Linked DNA regions of Ovis aries: region 2 is linked to region 1. A link is a contact called in public Hi-C data. All regions are on one chromosome and are shown on one strand. Each heading gives the region's core, a stretch centred on a gene start, on an enhancer-like site or on the middle of the called end of the contact. The rest is flanking DNA. Distances are from core to core; before and after follow the strand shown. Region 1 has its middle 63 kb from the start of ZCCHC2. Region 2 holds the start of ZCCHC2 (zinc finger CCHC-type containing 2).

Region 1 (5,715 bases), core at 3,163-5,662:
GGATCACTGGGAGCCCTGAGCGTGTCTCCCTGCAGCTGCACGGTCCCGTCGGGGGTGATGGGAGACAGTGACACCTGAAGCGTGCTGGCTACGTCCGGTCGACTCTGTAATCTTGTTCTGGCTGCTGTTACTGCAGAAAATGCTGCTTCCTAAAGATAGGATGTTAGAAATGGAAGCAGGCTTTTCTGTGCTTTTGTGGCAACTAAGGATGCTCTTGAGAGTCCCTTGGATAGCAAGGGGATCAAACCAGTCAATCCTAAAGGAAATCAGTCCTGAATATTCATTGGAAGGACTGATGAAGCTGAAACTCCAATACTTTGGCCACCTGATGCGAAGAGCCAACTTATTGGAAAAGACCCTGATGCTGGGAAAGATTAAAGGTGGGAGGAGAAGGGGATGACAGAGGATGAGATGGTTGGATGGCATCACCGACTCAATGGACATGAGTTTGATCAAACTCCGGGAGATACTGGAGAACAGAATCCTGGTGTACTGCAGTCCATGGGGTACGAAGAGTCGGACACGACTTAGCAACGGAACAACAGGATATTCCACTCTGACTTTAATCCAGCAAGTATGGAGATTTGAAGTTGTTTCAGACTAACTCTAACCTCCAGCTGTGTGGCCCAGCTCCTAACAGGTGTACCCGTCCATGGTGCAGGATTTGGGAACCCCTGTTCTAGAGCAAAGGGACAGTTTTGACCAGTGGTGATACATAGTGACATTGGAGGGAAAAAAGGAGTCAGTTTTGCTCTTCTGGAACCGGAACGGGCTCCTCCTGGGCGAGCCGGAACAATCCTCCTGATGTGTGAGTACCATGGGCGGTTCTCCCTGCACAGAGCCTGGGGGACTGAGCACCTCCCGCACTTGGCCCCTCCTCGCACCCGCTGCATCCCAGCCCTGGGCTCCTGGAGCAACGTGGCCGTTCCCCTGGCAGGAACTCCTTCCCAGAGGCCAGGGGGCCACCTCCTCTGCACAGCCTCCCCGCCCAGTGCTTTGATAGCACGCGGCAGACTTGCAGTGTAGTTTGATTTGAACTTTTCTTTTCAGCCCGGAGTTGAACCGCGCTTCACATTCTGCCTCTGGGCCGTTTCCCCAGCGTCACGTCCCTGATGCCGCTTGCGGGTCGTGATGCAACAGAAGCGAGGATCCGTCAATGGTCTGCTCCATTTGACTGAGGATGGTCATGGACCCTCCCCTCCCCGCGGCCTGAATTCTTTCAGAGCGTATCTAATGCCCTGAGCGAATCTGTTAACTGAGTTAGAGGCCGCCGGAGCATCAGAGGACCTCCCTGGGCTCTGTCTCCAGTCCAGCGGTGAAAGGCGGGCTGCAGGAGGCTGCGCTGGTCTGGTCAGGAGCAGTGAGAGCGGGTGAGTGACGGCCGGGACGCGCTCAGACCTGCAGAGCCCGCGGAGCAGGCTGCGGGGGGCACTGGGGGCTTCTGGGCAGCCCTCCTTCTGGAAGCTCTGACACAGGGCAGGCAGGGCTGGGCTGAGAGGCATGACTGCGGGGCGCGCTGTCCTTCCCTGTGAAGCGATTTAGGACTCGCAGCCGCCGTCTCCCGGGAAGTTCCCCTGTCTGCCCCGTGGGCCAGAGTGGAGACGCCCTGCTGAGGACCGGAGCTGTCCCCAGGGCCCTGATGCGGTCCAGATGGCCCTGCGCCCGCAGGCAGAGAGCCAAGCCCCAACGAATTCCTGCACCATCGGATCCGGGCTCCCGCTCGACTCCCCAGACCGCACCCGCAACAGGCCCGCACCACATTCCTCTCTGCAAGCGGGCAGGAAGCTCTGGAATAATTCAGGCCCAAATAACTAGGGAAGGCCGGGCCACTTGCCTGCCAATCCCTGGGTGGGGAAGACCCCTGGAGGAGGGAATGGTGGCCCACCCCAGGGTTCTTCCCTGGGAAATTCCATGCACAGAGGAGCCTGGTGGGCTACAGTTCATGGGGTCACCAAGAGTCAGACACAGCTTAGCTACTAAACAATACATCATATATAGTATAAACACTAATTGTATATGTGTAGTTTTATTATATGAAATAACATTTGTATTTCATGTCAACATAAGAGAAACTTGAATACAAAACTCTTCTCTGCCCTTTGGTCTCCTCTCTACGCCCATCGTGAGTCCTGTACCTGGACTGTAATTCGACCAGACCTCCCCGTCAGCAGGAGCTCCCGCTCAGCCAGAAAGAGCAGCACAACACCCTCCTAGCATTGCCAGCTCCTTTAAAGACAATGTTCCTTCTTAATCTTGTAAAGGGCCTCAAGTGTGCTGAGGTTTGGGCTGTGTAAACTGGCAGTGGGCTTCCCGGTGGCTCAGCGGTAAAGAACCTGCCTGCAATGCAGGAGATACCAGTCCAATTCCAGGGCAGGAAGAGCCCTGGAGGAGGAAATGGCAACTGTCTCCAGCATTCTTACCTGGAAATCCCATGGACAGAGGAGCCTGGCAGAGAGCTGGACACGACTGAGCGACTGAACAAGGCCAGGTGGAACCAGAGGATGGATGTGAAGGGGCACAAGGGCAGCGTGCTTGTTCACCAGATCCCATGCTTAAACAGGAGCCAGTAAAGCGGGAGTTATACCTCAGACAGCTGCTCTTCACCCAGCACTGTGCTGAGAGGTAACCGCGGGGCGTGAGATGGTGTCCTCGCCACCCCCGCAGCTCGAGGCCACAGTGGAATGGAGTGTGGGAGGGGGACACGCGGGAGGTGGCCTAGCACCTCGCCAACAGCTGACTCCTGTAGACAGCAGACTGGCTTTCATCTTTAGGTCAAGACTGGCAGGATGTTACTTCCCCGGCCAGGGATCAAACCTGTGCCCCCTACCTTGGAAGTGCAGAGTCTTAACCACTGGACCACGAGGAAGTCTCCAGACTTTTTACCACTCTACTGGGCTCTTGCTAAGTTGGGGGTAGGGAGTGAGGTGACCCCAGGGTGGGGACACTAGGGGCAAAGCTGTCACGAAGGGCAAAGCTGTCTTGAGTTTGGGTGCCGGGGTCAGCTCTGTCGTGACCGGTCTAAGCTGAGGCCAGTGAGAGGGGAAGGGGAGGGGAAATAGAAATCCTCCAGTTGGTCTGGGCTGGTGCCTCTGGCCCTGAGGAGAGGCAGCCTTGAGTCCTCTCTGGATAAAAGCATCCACATCTTAGGCTCTCAGGAGGACCCCAGAAATTGATCAATGAGCTCAGAATCAAACACTGTGAAAACTACAAGGAAACAGCCACCATGAGAGAATCAGCACAGAATTAACCTCCCTTCCTTCTGCTCATGAGATTAATCAGACACAGAAACATAAGTGATGATTTGGCCCATATGTAAAGGCTGGACAAAGGAATCGCAAAATAAGTGGGCAATATAAGATCATAGAAGAGCCAGGAAGGCTACGGGAGGAAGAAGCCAACTTGAACAATTATAAAAGCTAACAAAACACGCCTCAGTGCGGAAAAGGGAAAATCAGTATAGCTGATGAGATCGTTTTTTATCTAATCCTTAAATATGTACTGAATATTTACCGCAAGTCTTTACTGTTTTAGGTCAGGGGAGTATAGCAGTGAACACAACAGAGAGAGGTCCTTGCCCATACAGAGGTTACAAAGTAGACAACAAGTAAAACGCTTTAGAAACCCTGAGTCTGGGAAAAGAACAGAGAATGCCACGTGGGCAGAGCTGTATTTTAAACAGGAAGGACAGAAACGTCCTGGCTGAGAGAACGGCGTTTGGGTAAAGGTGTGAAAGAGGCGCAGGGTCCGCCCACACGGACAAGGCCGGCGCTGCTCAGTCGCGTCCGGTGCTGCCAGCCCTGGACCATATGCTGCCCCCCAGGCTCCTCCGTCCATGGGACTCTCCAGGCAACAATGCTGGAGTGGGCTGCCATTCCCTTCTCCAGGGGACCTTCCCGACCCAGGGATCAAGCCCACGTCTCCTGCATTGGCAGGAGGATTCTTTACCACTGAGCCACCCGGGAAGCCCCACCCGTAAAAATACTGGGGAGACAAGCAGGCCAGGGAAAGAAAATACTGGGAATGGTGGCTCAGAGGCCATGGGCGGGGGGGACAAACTTGACCTCCTGGAAAAGAGGCCTGGGTGGGTGACAAGATGGGGTGAGGGCCCAAGGGCAGGTCCTGGGACCTTGTGGGAAAGTCAGGGATGAGGCCAGGTGGTGCTCACATCTGAGAGCGTATCTGCAGTTAGTGCTTAAGAATTTGAATTTGAATTTGCCTGTAACACGCAGCTGGCAAGTGACCCTCAAGCTCTTTCCCTCCCAGTTCGTCTGGCATGCCTTCTCGTGTGTCTGTAATCCTCTCCTCCCCCTAGTCCTTCACCTCTGACGTTTTCCTGACCATTTCGGTCTGATTTATTTGCACCCTGACCCCTGCTCCCGTCTCAGCCTGTATTTACAGATCCGCCTTTGTGTCCTGTTGACTGTTTCATGCCTTCAACCAGGAGCTCCATACGCATGAGGAGGAGGCACAATCATCAAAGGTAACGCTCAATATATTGAAATGTCCTCTACAAAACGCCAGATTATTGCAGGAAAGGGCTAAATGGCGACTGCAATGAAATTCTTTTGGCGCTGTTACCGGATTTGGCTTGTCTTTAATTTAGGCGCACTGCTGAATGTGCAATCAATATTTTAGTAATTATGTACAAATAGCTCTTGTTATAAATCAAAGTTGTGCTCACTGCCTTAAGCTCTGGCTTCAGTAACAAGCCTTTTCTTGAACACTGCTGTTCCGGTGTGAGTCTCTTCACTTGGCTCCCGGGACCTTTCTCCCACAAAGCTGCACGTTGGGGCCAGCTGGTCACACAGATACTAACATCCCTACCCAGCTGGAGTGAACCGTGATCAGCTTGCTTACTCACGGGAGAATCGGGCTTCCTTTCCTGACTGCGGGCTTCTAGCCAGGAGGCTGCGCTGTTTGGTCCAGGCCACCATGAAGCCCTGCACAAGGCTCTCCAAGGAAGTACCGGGACTTGAGCTCATGAGTGTGAAGGACACGCTGGAACACACACTGTGGGACGGAGCTGGCCCGTCCTGGGGTGACGGCCCGGGGTGACGGCCCTGGGGTGACGGGCCTGGGGTGACGGCCCGGGGTGGCGGCCCTGGGGTGGCGGGCCTGGGGTGGCGGTTGGCCAGGCTGGTGCTGGCAGGGGCAGCGTGGTTCTGGGAGGGGGTCACCCCTGAAGTAAGACAGCGCTTGGGTGGCCTCAGCAGTTAGGGGAGAGGTGCGTGGACCCAGATAAAGAGCATCTGGGTGGGCACCCACAGTCACCAATTTGCACTTTCAGAAGATTCAAACCGGAACAAGACGGCTTTGCCAACAAAGGGGAAGAAAGCACAAAAATCTGTGGTTTTTTTTCTTCTTCTTTTCCCATGAAGGACTAGGCTTAGTAGCAAACCAAGACCAAGGGGGGTCTTTTGTTTTTCAAAGGGGGCCTTTAAGGAGGGGTAAATCGCCTACGACAAGGCGATTGACACGGAGCCCAAGGTTTCCATGAAGGGTCTTCCCTGTCACCGTCGAACGGCTCCGTGTTTTCTAAGCTTGTCTAAAGCAGGAGACAAGATTTGCTTTTCCATCTTCACCACGGAACCTGCCTCTGCGTTTGCAGGCCTCTCCCCGCCAGCGTCTGCGCAGCCCTCCGGGTTGGGACAGGACTCTGCAGTGATGCCCTCGGTCCCGGTAAACACCTCCATTTCCAGCCACGCTTTTACATTC
Region 2 (5,850 bases), core at 3,199-5,698, 65 kb before region 1:
GTATCTTTTTAAAATACTTGATCATGGACTTCCCTGGTAGTATCTGACTGCCAACTCACGGGACATGGGTTCCATCCGTGATCCAGGAAGATCCCACATGCAGTGGAGCAACTAAGCCTGTGTGCCACAACTACTGAGCCCTCGAGCCCAGAGCGTGTGCTCCGCCACAGGAGAGCTGCCACAGTGAGAAGGCCACGCACCACAACTAGAGCAGGCCCTGCTCACTGCTACTACAGAAAGCCTGCACCTCAATGAAAACCCAGCACAGCCAGAAAACAAAAACTTAATCATTAAGTATGTAATTTAAAAACACATTCATTTTTTGCTGCTATTGCTAACACCATTTATACCCTGTGTTCCTAATAGTAAAGGGCCCATTTTAACACCAGTTTTTTTCAGCTATGCTATACATGCAGTACTTCATTTCATTAACACCGACATGCATCAATCACACAAATTTCCCAGGACATTGTTAGTAATTTTCACTGCTGCCAACTGGGCTAGTTGCTTAATTTTATGCCAGTGATTGGCAATTCACTGCAGCTGTGACGAACATGAGCTTCACCCACAAGTCTCCTAAAAGCAAGGCCAACATTTAAGTTGTAATCCTGTGTAACATTTACTCTGAAAACATCCAAATCCTGTAGGAAAACTCTAGAAATGCCTCTTTTAAAAGTAAAAATATATTTGTTAAATCTCCATTATTCTAAAATGACCTACTTAGTAGTAAGCTCTAGTAGTGTTTGTGGACTTGTCACTTTTATTGACATCGTGACCACCTTATGCCACTAAACCAACAGTTGCTGAGACTGGGTCAGCTTGAAAGCATACGACCAGAATTAAAATTCGCACTGAAATACAAGTTCTACCGACAAATGTCTTTAGTTTTTAAAATTTTAACGAGAAACTGCAGCATATTATGAATTGGATACAAACCCTAAAAGAGCCAGGAACACTATTCTGGGCTAGCATGCTCTAAGAGAAAATTAAAAGAAAATTAGTTCTACTTCATCCATTTATTGATAGTATGTATGACATTTAAGAAAGCAGAGAAATAGAATTATTCCTGGACAATTAAAAAGTTACAAGGATCGGCCTAAAAGGTTACTTCCGGGCAAAAGAAGGCTGCCACGATACCCGCCTCTGCCAGTCCCAGAGCAAACCCTCCCCACGGCTCTCGGGCGACCCCGGTCCCCGCCTCGCCCAGCGGACCCCAAAGGGAACCCCCCCGCGCCCCCGCACGGCGGCGCAGCGCACCTCCGGGGGCGGGGCCAGCGCCCGTCACGTGGGCGGCGCGCGGCCGCCATCTTGCAGGGCGGGGGAGGGCGGGGCCCCGCGGACGCCCCCCGCCCGCCCCCCCGCCGCCGGCCCTCGGCGGCGCGTGCCCGCGCGGCCCTCAGGCGCGAGCCCCGGCGCCTCCCTGCGGACTGCGGGGTGGGCCCTCCCTCCTCAGGCCAGGGCGGCCAAGACCGCGAGCGGCGGGGCTGAAGTGTGGAGACCCCCGCGAGCCGCCTCTCGGGGCAGCCTGGCAGCAGGAAGACCCGCGGGCACGTCCTCGGGGCCAGAAGCGGCCACGCCTGAGGGGCTCGGAGTCCCGCTGACGAGCCGAGTGCGGGGCAGCAACAGCTGAGTAAGACGGGGTGATCCGTCACGGCAGCCCCCAACCACGGGGGAGGAAACAGGCCGCCGACGTCCACAAACGGCGTTCAGTGTCGCCTGCAGGCGTGCGCCCCGTCATCCACCCCCGCTCCCGCGGACGGCCACGACCCCGGCACCGTCCGAGAAGGGACGATGCGCTCACACTCGCGGCAGCGTGCCCAGCCTCACTGTCCACTCTTCCCGGCACTCACTGGTGGCCAGGAAGGCCACGCGCCGCGGTCAACAGAAAGATTGCACTGCTGTGCTCTGAACGCATCTCTCCCCTTACCACACTCGCAGTATAAGCAAAATTTGAAAGAGGAGAAAAACAACACTGCAGGTAAAACCAGAAGTCGGCTACCCTTGTTGGAATGATAAGAATGGAATAATATAAACTGCTCCACTATGAGACATTTTCATATCTACACGCTAAGTTATCTTTACAATATATACAGGGATTTTGGGGGGGTAAGATATGTAAGCACTTACTGCTTTGGAGTTCAGGCTTGCTTCTCTAAACTTGATGGGCACAAAGGATTTTTTTGGAAGTATTAAGCAGGCTGAAGAGTGCAGTATACACAGCTGCATGCTATGTAAATAGACACTGTAATATTTCATGCTCGCCAAAATTCTGGATACTAGCATTACTACGTCCCAGTTTGATGAAGTATGTCCTAAAGTGGGTTAGTCACTTCACTGAAGCCTCCTTTTTAAAAGGAGGGGCTCAGCCTAGATTATCACTAAATCCTTTCCAGCTCCCAGGTTCCTTTGAGTCTATGTCTATTGAGTCCACACAGCCATTGCAGAGATATAATGCCCAGTTTTAGTCTGAATGACAGCAGATATATAAGCTGAAAACTTTCAAGCAAGGAGTGAAAAAAATCTCGCTTTCCAATATATCATCCTGGAGATCTCCTAAACTGAAAAACATGGCATCCAAATAAATGCTTTTTAAATAATCGTGAACCACGAAAATAAACTTACTGTACAGTCTTTAAATGAAAGCTATTTGCTCCATTAAATGGTCACACTCAAGGGCTTTATATTGGGCCTAGGTTATTAAATTGCTTTCGTGGCCTTATAAAATTTTATCTCATGTTTGCGACAAGGGACTTACTTTTAATCTTATCTACTACATTTTGGCTTTCAGTAACTTTTTAGAAACCATTTATGCTTCCAGTAAAGGCCCCACAAACATCCCCGGACCCAAACGTGTAGACACGACTCAAACCCGTTAGAAGCCGGACTAGCCGGGGGTGAAGGGCACCAGAACCGCCCGCGGGGACGTTTCCCTACCCAGACAACCTGCCCGACGACCTAACTGATTTGAGTCGCTTCGCACCTCTGACTTTTCCTGAGAGCATCAAGCTCAGGGCAGGAGTCTAAGAGCCCGCGACGCGCTGTACCTCAGGCCACCGCGGAGCGCGCCGGGAGCGCGCCTGGGGCCGCCGCCCCCGGGGGGCGAGCGGGGCCTCGGGACGCGCGGGCGGAGCGCCAGGCGGCGGGGCGGCGGCCGGCCCGGGCTCCGCAGCCCCGACCAAGTGTCGGGGCCGAAAGGTCCCGAGAGCCCGCGTCCGAGGGCCGGGCTGAGCGCCGGGCTTCCGGGGCAACCCCGGCGGGACGAGACTTCCAGAGCATTCTGTTATGGCGGGCGCTCGTGTGTGTGTATGTGTGTGAGGGGAGCGGGGCTGAGCGGCCCGGCCGGACGCACATCAGTCCCGGCGCCGGGGTCAGGGTCGGCCGGGCCGGGGGACGTCCGGGAGCCGGGCGCGGAGGCCGCGGGGACCGCCGCGCGGGCGCGGGGAGGCCGGCGCGCCTTACCTGGGCCCGGGCGCCGGCCAAGTGGCCCGGCGCCGCCTCTACGTCCTCGGCGCCCCCGCGGAGCGCGGCGCGGAGCCTCTCCAGGTGCTCCCTCAGGGTGACGCGCTGGTGGAAGGAGAAGGCCGGGTGCAGCGAGGCCATGGTGAAGAGCAGCAGCAGTTCCTCCTGGGCCCTGAGCCCGAGCCCGCCGCCCGGCCGGGGCGCGGCGCCACCGCCTTCCGGGCCGGAGCCGTCCTTCTCGGCGTCCTCCTCCTCGCCGCCGCCGTCCTCCTCGCCGCGCTCGTTCTCCGCGCCGCCCCGCGAGCCCTCGCCCCGGGCCGCGCGCAGGCTCCGGAGCACCGCGTCCACCTGGGGCAGGAGGCGGTGCAGGCGGCCGGCGGCCTCGCGGTTCTCCGAGCCCAGCAGCGCCAGGTAGACGATGAGGCGCGAGCGCACGGCGGGCTCTCGGAAATCGGCCAGCGGGCCCGGGTCCGAGAGACCGTTGGCCTTGGCCTCCGAGTCCCGCAGGTAGTGGTAGTCCTTGCGCGCCAGGTCCTCCAGGCACGAGCCGAGGAAGCGCAGCTCCAGCGGGTTGCACAGGTCCAGCAGCCCGCACATGAACTCCAGACGCTGCGCCGAGCCCAGCACCATCCCGAACCACTCGTATACCCGCTCCTGCTCGCGCAGCGCCGCCGCCGCGGGCCCCGCGCCACCGCCCGGCATGCCCACCCCCGCCGCCGCCCCGCCAGCAACAGGCGGCCCGAGCCCCCGAGACGGCGGCGGCGGCGGCGGCGGCGGCGGCAGCGGGGGGCCCCGCGGCGCGCCTGAAGGCGGCGGCGGCGGCGGCGGCGGCGGGGGGCGGCAGTCGCGGCGGCGGCGCGGAGGCGCCTTCGCGCCCGGCCGCGCGTCTGCCTCTGGCTCCTCAGCCTCGGGCGGCGGCTCCGCGGGGTGCGTCGGCTTCAGCGGCAGCTTCATCCTCAGCATCCTCGGCTACGGCGGCGCGGACATGCGAGCGGGGGCAGGAGGGCGGGGCCGGGGGCGGGGCGGGGGCCGCGGCAGCGGCGGCGGGCGGCCGTCAGGAGCAGGGCCCCTCCATGCCGCCGGGGCCGGGCCGGGCCGGGCCGGGCCGGGGGCGGGTCTCGGCCGGCGCGGGCGGCCGCGGGCGGTGTCTTCCCCGGCCGGGGGGCGGGGCGTGCCCGCAGCGGCTCCTCCCTCCCGGGCTCCGCGCCGCCTCTGGGAGCCCGGGCGAGGTCGGGAGCGAGCTAGCGAGCGTGTCCTCCGTCCGTCCGCCTCCCGCTCTCTGGTCTTCCGCGCAGGGCCGGGCCGGCGGCGCCTGAGCGGTCCCCTCGCAAGCCGGTGGGGACGGGGCGGTGGCGACAAGAGGAGGAGCGGCCGGGCGGGCGGAGACGCTTGCGGGCTCCGCGCAGGCACCTCAGCCAATCAGCAGCCGGAACGGCTGGTTGCGCGAGTCTCCCCGCCCCCGGGGCACGCCCCCTCCGGGAGGCCACGCCCAACCGCCCTGCGGCCGCCTTCCCTGCCGGCGGCTCCCGCGCGGTCCCGGCGTCTGGCGGTGAGCCGGGCTCCGGGCCGGGCGAGGAGCTACCGCGCGGGGCTGCCCGCGTGCGAGAGGCGCTCTCGGCCCACGGCGCGGGGGCCGTCAGGGAGCCGCACCTTCTCCGGGCTCCGGCGCGGTTTCTGACTCCCGACGCCGTGCCGCCGCCCCGGTCAGGCCGCCGCCCCTGGCGCCGCCCGGCTCCCGTCGCGGCCGCGCGGGACGCGTCCTGGAGCCGGGCTCCCTCCGGAGGGGGCGCGCCGGCCCGACCTCCGCGGGTGTCAGGAGGTCGGCTCGCGGGCCCTGCCGCCGCGGCTCCGCCGCCCCGTGTCCGGTCTGCGCAGCGGGCGGGCGCCCACGAGGAGGGCGGCCCCGGGCGCAGGGCCCTCCCGACGCGGGCAGCCCCGCGGCCCCGGGGCCAACGGTCTGTAACGGTCTTCGGGAATTATTGCCGCGACAGTTACCAAAGCCCCGCGGAGCCACCATCTTCGGGGGCCTGTCCTATTAGCTACATGACGTTTCTGTGCCTTTACGCTAGAATTTTGAATTCCTGTGCCCCTGTGAATTCTCTGTGATTTGAGGAACTGACTTTTTTTTTAAAGTTTTTGTTACGTTTTTAACGTTGGAAGACCTTTGTCCTTCTCACTGTTGCTTTAAAAAAAAAATTTAAGTCTATAATTTAACACCCAGCTGGATCTTTTGAAGGTTAATTTTTAAAAGGTGGGACTAAAAAAAAACAAACCTTCAGGTTTTAAATTAGAAAGTCCTACTACAGCTGTGTAGTGGCAGGATGTTAAAAAAAAGAATCACTTTTTCCGAAACTCTTCCTGAAAATATTTGAACATCTGTTGGTAGAGCAT

What was found. Hi-C and Micro-C count contacts between places; a contact is called where the count stands out from the background.
Region 2: a contact with region 1 is called in a Hi-C map of tail adipose tissue, with 1.9 times the contacts expected there. The contact joins the promoter of ZCCHC2 here to the enhancer-like site in region 1. A contact is called at or near these places in 4 of 16 Hi-C or Micro-C datasets (liver, mixed tissues, retroperitoneal adipose tissue and 1 more).

The regions. Positions count from the first base shown.
Region 1 is chr23:61,146,753-61,152,467 of ARS-UI_Ramb_v3.0, reverse strand. No RefSeq gene overlaps it. Among named protein-coding and RNA genes, the nearest start is that of ZCCHC2, 63 kb to the left of the region's middle. Within about 2 kb of position 4,412, at least 3 of the 54 cell types and tissues checked have an H3K27ac peak or open chromatin away from gene starts, as enhancers often do. A contact at or near this core is called in liver, where this site is marked.
Region 2 is chr23:61,211,189-61,217,038 of ARS-UI_Ramb_v3.0, reverse strand. ZCCHC2 (zinc finger CCHC-type containing 2) reads right to left here and starts at 4,448. Exons shown (of 14, transcript XM_027960853.2): 1 at 3,460-4,448. The coding sequence starts at 4,422.